3 separate regions of the Sus scrofa genome follow, and regions 1 and 3 are each linked to region 2. A link is a contact called in public Hi-C data. All regions are on one chromosome and are shown on one strand. Each heading gives the region's core, a stretch centred on a gene start, on an enhancer-like site or on the middle of the called end of the contact. The rest is flanking DNA. Distances are from core to core; before and after follow the strand shown.

What was found. Hi-C and Micro-C count contacts between places; a contact is called where the count stands out from the background.
Region 1: a contact with region 2 is called in a Hi-C map of retroperitoneal adipose tissue, with 1.7 times the contacts expected there. The contact joins the enhancer-like site here to the promoter of RNF145 in region 2. A contact is called at or near these places in 5 of 47 Hi-C or Micro-C datasets (alveolar macrophages, embryonic fibroblasts, epiblast stem cells and 2 more) and 2 of 2 datasets of contacts at active chromatin or transcription factors (alveolar macrophages and skeletal muscle).
Region 3: a contact with region 2 is called in a Hi-C map of alveolar macrophages, with 2.5 times the contacts expected there. The contact joins the enhancer-like site here to the promoter of RNF145 in region 2. A contact is called at or near these places in 1 of 5 promoter capture datasets (liver), 6 of 47 Hi-C or Micro-C datasets (alveolar macrophages, embryonic fibroblasts, epiblast stem cells and 2 more) and 1 of 2 datasets of contacts at active chromatin or transcription factors (alveolar macrophages).

What each region holds. Positions count from the first base shown.
Region 1 is chr16:64,289,640-64,292,717 of Sscrofa11.1, reverse strand. It overlaps RNF145 (RING finger protein 145), which reads right to left. Exons shown (of 11, transcript XM_021077056.1): 5 at 1,490-1,725. Among named protein-coding and RNA genes, the nearest start is that of RNF145, 39 kb to the right of the region's middle. Within about 2 kb of position 1,252, at least 10 of the 83 cell types and tissues checked have an H3K27ac peak or open chromatin away from gene starts, as enhancers often do. A contact at or near this core is called in retroperitoneal adipose tissue, where this site is marked.
Region 2 is chr16:64,250,399-64,253,119 of Sscrofa11.1, reverse strand. RNF145 (RING finger protein 145) reads right to left here and starts at 1,348. Exons shown (of 11, transcript XM_021077056.1): 1 at 1,235-1,348. LOC102162058 reads right to left here and starts at 2,207. Exons shown (of 4, transcript XM_021076824.1): 1 at 2,170-2,207; 2 at 1,634-2,034. The coding sequence starts at 2,207.
Region 3 is chr16:64,310,677-64,313,624 of Sscrofa11.1, reverse strand. It overlaps RNF145 (RING finger protein 145), which reads right to left. Exons shown (of 11, transcript XM_021077056.1): 11 at 1-1,119. The coding sequence ends at 736. Among named protein-coding and RNA genes, the nearest start is that of EBF1, 46 kb to the left of the region's middle. Within about 2 kb of position 1,659, at least 6 of the 83 cell types and tissues checked have an H3K27ac peak or open chromatin away from gene starts, as enhancers often do. A contact at or near this core is called in alveolar macrophages, where this site is marked.

The DNA.
Region 1 (3,078 bases), core at 3-2,502, 40 kb before region 2:
TTTTTTCATCTGTAAATCAAATATTTTTTCTAAAATGGAGTCGAGACTAACCCCTATTTTTCCTCAACTAAAAAACACTGAAAGAAAAGGAGAATTGTCCAGTTAGCTGCAAAGTTATTATCAGCAAACTGATCATTGAGCAGTACTTTTCCTCCTTTCCATTAAAGGAACAGACCACTAAAAAACCTGATATTTTCCATTTCTTGCCTATCCATTCTTTCCAGGTCATGAATTTCATAACCTGTATTTTATTTTCAACTACAATCCTAGTGATACATGAATCTCACAGCAACCAAAAAAGTAAACATTTCATTGAAAAATGGAGGTTTTGTCCTTAAGGTGATTAAATAAACAGTATCCAAGAAATATTTACTGAGTATCTACTGCTTCTTACAAATAAGGGTAGCTCTGTAAGACTGAATTCAGATAAAAAATACATAAATTTGTCATTCTGAATCTGAATAAAACAACCCTTCCCCCTGACGAACCACTTTCAATAAAGAATGAAAATAACTTCATCTTCCCTGGAAGATGTACTTTCAGGAAAGTTGCCCAAGTTAATTGTTATGTAAGATGATGAAATCAGTAGAATCAGGCTGAGGCCAAGAGCTTAGGGAAATTTTTCTGGAAAATCTGCCCCTGAGGCCACAACAATAGCAACAAGGAACCCTTCACTTAGTACTATCAGTTTGACCAATCTGAAAGCTTCCTGTACCTTAAGGTCATATGCACAGTATAGAGGCAGAAGAGAATGCCCATTTTAATACTCTCTTCATACCCATGCCAGTTTTAAGATCTATTTTATACACTGAAACTTACTGATTAAATCAAATAGAATTATTTATGTCCTGAACACCTACTGTTTGTGTCTGAGAGTAACCTAAGAACAAAGACTTAAAAAAAGCTGGATAAACAGAAGGACATTCTGTTGGCAAAATCAGTTCAAGTATCATATCTAAACAAAATCTGTCAGACCATAGCCCAGAACTATTTAACTTCTCAGTTCAAATAAATCAAACAAATGTAAGGAAGAAACTGTAATCAGAGTAGGATTATCATCAGGGAAAAAAACTGGCTTTGACGTCTAGGTATTCAATTCTACATTATTCTTGTCTTTGTTAAGTTACCACTGAACATTATCTGCCTGGCACTGAACTCACTCAAGCCTTACTATTAGCCTATGTGTTAAGTACAATGTTATTATTAGTTATATTTTACAGATACATGAACTTAAGGGACTAACCCCAGGTTACATAGCTAGTAAGCAGCAGCACCAGAGTGAAAACTCAGTCGGCTTCCAGAGAGGAACACACTTCACTCTACTGCTTCTCAAGAGAACTTAATAAAGAGTCTCAGATGCTTAATTGGGTCCAAAATAGTTGCTATTCTGAAGCGGTCAAACTTAATGTTAATGTGACCATGAGTGTAAATTATAAGAGAACTAAATCTTTAACATGCTCTATGTGGAATTTTATCTACATTGTCTTACCTGAACCAACTCTCTGTATGCAGACTTGGCAAGGTTATAAGGTACTAGAAGGTTAGACCCAAGAAAATAGAGAACTTCCAATCCAGTAAAAATCATAGCAAATTTGTTGATGATAACAATTGTTTCCAGAGGAACAAGGCAGAGGCGTGCTAGCAGAGGAAGCATGTGAGCTGAAAAAAGCCAAATCTGCTTTGTTTTCATGACACAGGAGCATAAAGTACACACCACCAACTGACCTAAAATGGGGAGGAAAATGCATTTAATTTTGAGATTTGATATCCACAAAATCAAAAACAAAAACACTGTCAGTAAGGATGATGACACAGCTTTTGAAGATGTCTAATTAGCATCCCTTGGATAATATTTTAAAGTTTTAACTTCATCTGACCATAATTACATACTCATATGTTCTGTGACTTCTGAGCACAAATTCCTTGGGATCGACTTGAAAATAACAGCACAAAGATCTATTGTCTTTATTACATTCCAGATGGTATATATGATATGCAGAAAGTTTTTTTAAATGTATTTTCAGTATTTTAACTATTTTTAACAATTCATTTACTACCAAATATATTTAGCTCCTTTTACAAAGGCCCTCAATATTGAAATGTTCTGGTCTAGAGGTGGAAAGTATAAAATCCAAGAGATAAAGCTGTCCAAGATCATTCTATAATGAGATTTATTCTGAAATTTTCGATCTTTAATTACTTTCACAGGCTCACACAAGCCTTTCCAAATGACTCAATAATGAAAGTTAGAACTAAAACGTTTAAACAACAAATTCTTCTCACAGAGGATTAATCATATATGATTATAAAAAAGTTAGGAATACAGAGAAATAAAAAAAGAAAAAAATCTCCATCTCCTATAATCGTGTTACCCAAAGGTAGCTCTGTCAATGTCTTCGGTTCATTAAATAAAGTACTGAATGTAAAGCCTTAGCACTGCATCTGAAACCTAGTTAGTGCTCAATAAAAGGCATTCACATGATTTGTTACTTTTTCAGATTTATTCTACACATGTGAACATACACAAATGTTTTAGACAAAGGGGATTATAGTGTACATACAACCAGCTTTTTTCATTTAATACATATTATGCATACATCTCTATAGTAAATATATATACTTGGGTTTGGGGGTAATTACTTAACATATAATGACATAATATTAGATTTAGTTATCTTCAAATATTTCATAATTAGGAGTTCCCATTGTGGCTCAGTGGTAACAAACCCAACTAGTATCCATGAGGAAGCAGGTTCAATCTCTGGCCCCACGCAGTGAGTCAATGATCCAGTGTTGCCATAAGCTGTGGTGTAGGTCGAAGACGAGGCTTGGATTCCACTCTGTGGCTGTGGCATAGGCCGGCCACTATAGCTCTAATTCGACCCCTAGCCTGGGAACTTCCATGTTGCAAACCTAAAAAGACTTTTTAAAAAATTCATGCCTATAAAAAAAAAAGCTTGTAAATTTATGACATCCTTGTATAAACTACTTGGAGCACATTTCCTAATATTTTCTTAGTCTAAGTTTCTGAAAGGGATTACTGAGCCAGACGAAACATTTTTTATGGCTTCTGACACA
Region 2 (2,721 bases), core at 99-2,598:
ACTTCTTACATAAGCATCGGAACACGTTTTAAATATAGCTGGTGCTCCCCCACTCCCACTCATTGCTAGCTAACTTTGTAAGTACCTGATTTCCACAAAAACTACTAGCAATTCGGTGGTTGCTGGTTATCCCCAAATCAGCAAAGATAGGGAGTCCACTCTGAATACAAGGGCCATGTTTAGACTTAAGCAGCCAGACAGAGGAAATAAAAACTGCTATCTCTGCCATTGGGCGTTCAGCCTGGGTCACCACTGCAGCATAGACAGCTCATCTTTTGGGCAGGATTCAAGATTCACTAGAACTGCACAGTCCGTATTTTTAAAAATTTGGAGGAAAAAAAATGCCTCTCCTCTGCTTTCAAACTAGTTTCCTGTTTACTGCACACTGCAATGCAAAGCCATCCATTAATCTTTGATGCCTTCCCACAGCAAAGCCCCCTTCCTCTCTCCCAGAACCTCCTCCCCCGCCCCCCCCCCCGACGCCTGCTGATCTCAGTTGCGTTTGAACTATAGTAACCCCAACCCAGCTCGCTGCAAAGCAGGCAACGCAGCAGCAGCCGGGCCGCTGCCGCCGCGGGGCTAGGGGATTACGTTCACAAAAACTCTGCCAGGAGAGAGGCCCGTGCCAGGGAGCTCCCCTTCTGTCTGGCCAAGGGTGCTGGCTCCGCCATGCCACGCACCAAAAAGCTTCTGAAGAAAGAGGCGGGCAAAGTTCTTCATCCATGAACAGAAAGGAGACTCATTCATGAAGGGAGCGGCAAGGATCTCAGGGTTCTCGGTTGGGAAAAAGCAAGAGTAGAGGGGGATGCAGAAGGGAAGGAAGGCAAACGAGACACGAAGCGATGGTGAAAAAAAGGAAGGGGTGAGAGAGCTCTTACTGTAAAAAAAAAAAAGAAAGAAAAAGGACTGACAGATGGGATGCACAGTAAATGGGTCCCCATTCGACGAATGAGTTGGCAGGCCTTTCCGCACCCCTAAACAACCTCAAACCCAAGGAAAGGGCGGAAGCTGAGTTTGGGGCTCCGTAAACCAAAAAAGAGTAGGGAAAAAGGAAAGAGGGGGGAAGCTTGGAAGCAAAGTGGACAAAGACGCAAAAGAGGAAAAGTTCGAAGTTGGGACTGGAGGAAAAGAGCTGGAAAGGGGCAAAGAAAGGGGACGCTCAGGAAGGGGTTTAGAAAAGGCCCCGAAATGGGGTACTGGGGAGGCGAAGGAGGAGCGCGCTAAGTGAGGGCACCTTAGGAATGCCGGAGGAGATGAGGGATCGCTCCAGGAAGGTGGAGGAGTGGAGAGGCGGCGGACAAGGCCCGAGAGCTGGGAAGGGGGCTGAGCCCGCCCCGGGAGAGGAGGGCAGAGTCGGAGAGAGCCGAAGCGGGTGGGGGGGGGGGGGCGCAGGAGGACCGCGGGCGGGGCTGGCGGTTGGGAGGGAGGGGGCGCTGCGGGTTAAGAGGGGCTGTGGACGCCGCCGCCGCCGCCGCTGGGAAAAGAGGAGGGGGCAAGGGGGGAAGGGGCAAAGGGGAAGAAGAGGACAGAACGGGCCACGGCATGGGGGAAGGGAGAGGGGAACAGAAGATGTGGGATGCCGACAGGGGCGCGGGGATGGGAAGGGGCGGGCCGGCGCGGACGGCTCAGTCACCTCGGGCTGCGGCCTCCCTCCCTGCGGGGCAGCACCGCGGCGAACGGACGGGCTCCGCAATTCCCCGGCTCTCTCGCCGACCCTCCCGTTCTCCTCGGGCGGCAGCGGCGGGGACCGGGACGGCGCGGCTCACAGCGGCGGCTCCTCCACGCCGGGCCTTAGATGCTGCGTTTTGGGAGGCGGCGGCAGCGGCGGCGGCAGCGACCCGACCCGTGTGGTCACCATCGTCCGCGGCGGCAGGCGCTCGCGGGCCGAGCTCCTCAGCAGCCGGCGGCGGCCATGGCCTCCTTGGTTCACTCCTCCCGCCCCCGGCGCTCTGCGGCGGCCGTGGCCCGGCTGCCGCGCTGTGCGCCTGCGCGCGCCCCTGCCAGGGCGGCGCGCCCCTCCCCCGTCCTGCACGGCTGCGCACGCGTGCTCCCGCGCTCACTCACAATCGCGCTGGAGGGGTGGTTCCCGGGCCGCCTCCGGTACGTAGGCGGGCGACACAAGCCTCCCGAAGCCGCACAGCCGGTCTGGGCCGCTATGGAGACGCGTACCACGCGGACACCAGCACGCGCACTGTGACACGCGCCATTCTGACACACGTGCCCTCTCACACTCCCCAAACACCGGGAGTCACACGCGTTCACACCCACACTTACCTGCAGGGACCACGTGGGAGAATTGGAGGAGCTGATCCTCACCGAAGGCAACCGCAGTAGCAATGATGCCAGAGTTTTATTTAACTCCTATACTGACTGGTCTAGACTGTCAACTCCTTGGCCTCAGGGACCACTTCTGTGATGGCTCGGCCAGCCGTGCGTAGCACAGAATAGGCGCTCCATAAGCTTCTGTTGAATAAGTGAGTGGATATATAAAGAAATGACTGAGAACTGTTCACTGAGTATTTTCAATTTAAAAATTCCAACCCCTGGTTTAAAGAATCTGTACAAAAAATGTTTACTGTAGCATGAAATTAAACGGTATGTGTTTGTCTTATCTTTCAGTCCAAGGTTCAAAACAGGTTATTGTACACACCCCCTTCCCAAGGTAAGGAAATCATTTGTTCTGCCTAAGTCACTACCACTGATCAGCATTTCTACCTTAAT
Region 3 (2,948 bases), core at 410-2,909, 60 kb before region 2:
TTCATCAGAGTTTTAGTTTACTTCACACGGCCAACACAGTATACAATGTATTAACAAAAGTTTCATATACATCAAAATATTGAAGACTCCATCATAAAGCTCAAGAGTCAGATTACATGAATGCACCCGCAAGGCCCAAGTGCCCACCCACCCCCTCCCCCAAAGCACATACGAAGTATGAGCGTGCTTCAATCTTTGAATATGATCAATGCTTTTACATCTTTGATTTCATTTCAGTGCTGTACAAATAACCACCTGGCTGAGTTCCAATTAACTGAGGGAAAGGGGGTGGAGAAAAGGGCTGGTCACTACTCATACTTTGTAAAAAAGCGTTCCTGTCCCATAGAAAGTGAGAGGTCAGTTTCACTTCTGCCTGCTTCCTCCATGCTCTGGCTCAAGCTCCTCATCCTTCTTTCTTTAGCCCCTTTTAGACACTCAAATCTGATTTTGTTTATCCCGCACAAATCAGGGGCAGTTTCTGAAGTTGCTAAGGTTGAATTTCCTTGGCAAACCTCTACCAAACATCAGCATAGGATGTATAAACACTTTGATTAGCACACGTAGCAAAATTTCTTCCACAATGTCAAAGGGATGAAAGCAGGAGGTCTCCACTGAGAGAACTTCTTGGATTAGATCCTTGGAATGTCAAATCTCCTATCTATCACCTCATACATTCATTCCTCAAATCTGAGCACGAATGCCATTGTGAGCTAATGTCTCCAGAGAAGCAAAGCATCACTCCTGCTCCTTTTCTTCCAGACTGCCCTCAACAGGATGCGCTTCATCTTTTGCACTAAGAGGATTTTCCCTGGGATCACAAGCCCCTTCCTGGCCGTCTAATCTTCTGGCAACGCACTCTTCATTGTCCTTAGAGTCTTCTTGCACCCTTGTGTCCTCAGAACGCTCTTGGCTTGGGGGTTCAGTACCTTCCTCAGGCACATTTTGCTCTGCTCCAGCAGGAGGCTGTGGAACTGGCTCAGACCCTAAGCCTGGCAGCTGCGAGGAGTTTTTGAGGTGGCAGTGGCACAGAGGGCAGGTCTCCTGGACATACAGCCATTTTTTGAGACAGCCTGCATGGAAGAAATGACTGCAAGGTGTGATCACTGCAGATTTCATGTCCTACAAGGGGGGAAAAAGACACCTCATAAACGTCTATTATAAAACCTCTGCTACATTCAAATTCTACTTCCAACACTTCTTTGCCATAAATGCTCCAGAGAAAATATGTAACACAAATCTTAGAATAAGACCTATTTTATACTTCAGTAATAATCTTCTTGCCATCAGAGACACCTTTACACAAATAATGCAAGAACCACTGGCTAAGCAATTTTTTAAAAGAAATAAAAACCAAAAATGAGGAAGGAAGGAGCTTCTTAACTGGGTTCTGCCTCAGTGTGAAACACAAGGCTTACACAACTGTGGCAGTATGATTACCAGGTCTCCATCAGCACAGTGCAAGTGTAATTACAATCTCAGAAAATGTGATGAAGACAGGACTTTTTCCACAGTTTTGCTTCAACACAGCTCAACAGATTATTCCATGATGAGATCATCGGCAAGGAGACAAATCAGCCACATACACCAGGGTATTGGCAAGGAAGTGGCAATTTCGTTAGGGAGAATGTACATCCCAGTTTTCACGATATGGCATAAACCAGTGTTTCTCAACTTGCATCAGAACCACCCGGAGTGCTTGCTAACCATGCATGTTCTGGGGCCACCCCAGACCTACTGATCTGGCTTTCTGAAGATGGCATTCACAAGTCCATAGGTACGGCAAGCCACCCATGTGACTTTATCACACACTCAAGTTTAATAACCACTGAAATAAGAAGTGGTATACTTTGCATTAATAGCACTTGCATAAAATATATTTGGGGAGGGAGGACTGAGGACATGAAGTTTAAAGTGTAAGAACATACATTTGGTAGATCAACCATTAATTTTGTTTAAAGTCCTAGAACAAGGAGTTGTGGCTATAGCAGAAATTCCTTGCCAAGAACTGGTAACACCTGGGAGTCAACTTTTAAGCAGAAAGCCATCCAAGGAAAAGCAGCCAGCTGGGAAGTTAAGCAACTTGACTTTAATTTTCTGTGTGGTATCAGCAGGTAGTTCAGACACCTCAAAAAAAGTGATGTGACAACAGGAAATACAAAAAGAGGCCTCTCAAACCCCAGAGATGGTATATTTATACATTAGCTGCTGAAGTTGATGTGCCCCAAATCTATCTTTGTTGTGCTTTGTCTGCATACAACAAGACTACTGAGCACAAAGGAGCCAGAAGGAAGACAATGCCCCTTAACCTGGGAGGGTAATAACTACATCGCTTCTCAATCTCCCCACCTAGAAACCATTACTTTGCTAGTACCTAAAAGTATGATTCTAACAATGATCAAAATGTGGCAGTTGAATCTTACTCCTAGGAAAAACTCTTATTCTAGACAGCCTTCACACACACACACACACACACACACACACACACACACACACACACTCTCACTCTCACCATCTACACTGGAAAGCAGCCTTGGGGCAGTACCTCCCCCGTATATTCACTGATACTACCCATAGTTTTATTCCACTAGCCCACATTCTTCGAGAGTGATTTCAAAGGAAGCGTTTGCACAGTCGCCCAAAATTTCTGCCTGTACTTTCAACTGTACAGTTTAGCTGTAAAAGCTGCTACACTCAAGGTCACCCTCCTGCACAAGTGACTGATGACTAAACTCTAGGTCTACTTTTTATTACTGTTATATTTCCAAGCTGATACAATTACTATTTTTCAATTCTTTCATGACAGAAGACAATCATCAGCTATCCAGGGTGCATACGCCAAAGATGCCAGGCAGACCAACTGCAATGTACACCAACTGGTCGCCTCTGCCATCTCTCCCACTCCACCCACCCACTTCCACACAGAAGCTGCACCCCTCTTAGATAGCCCT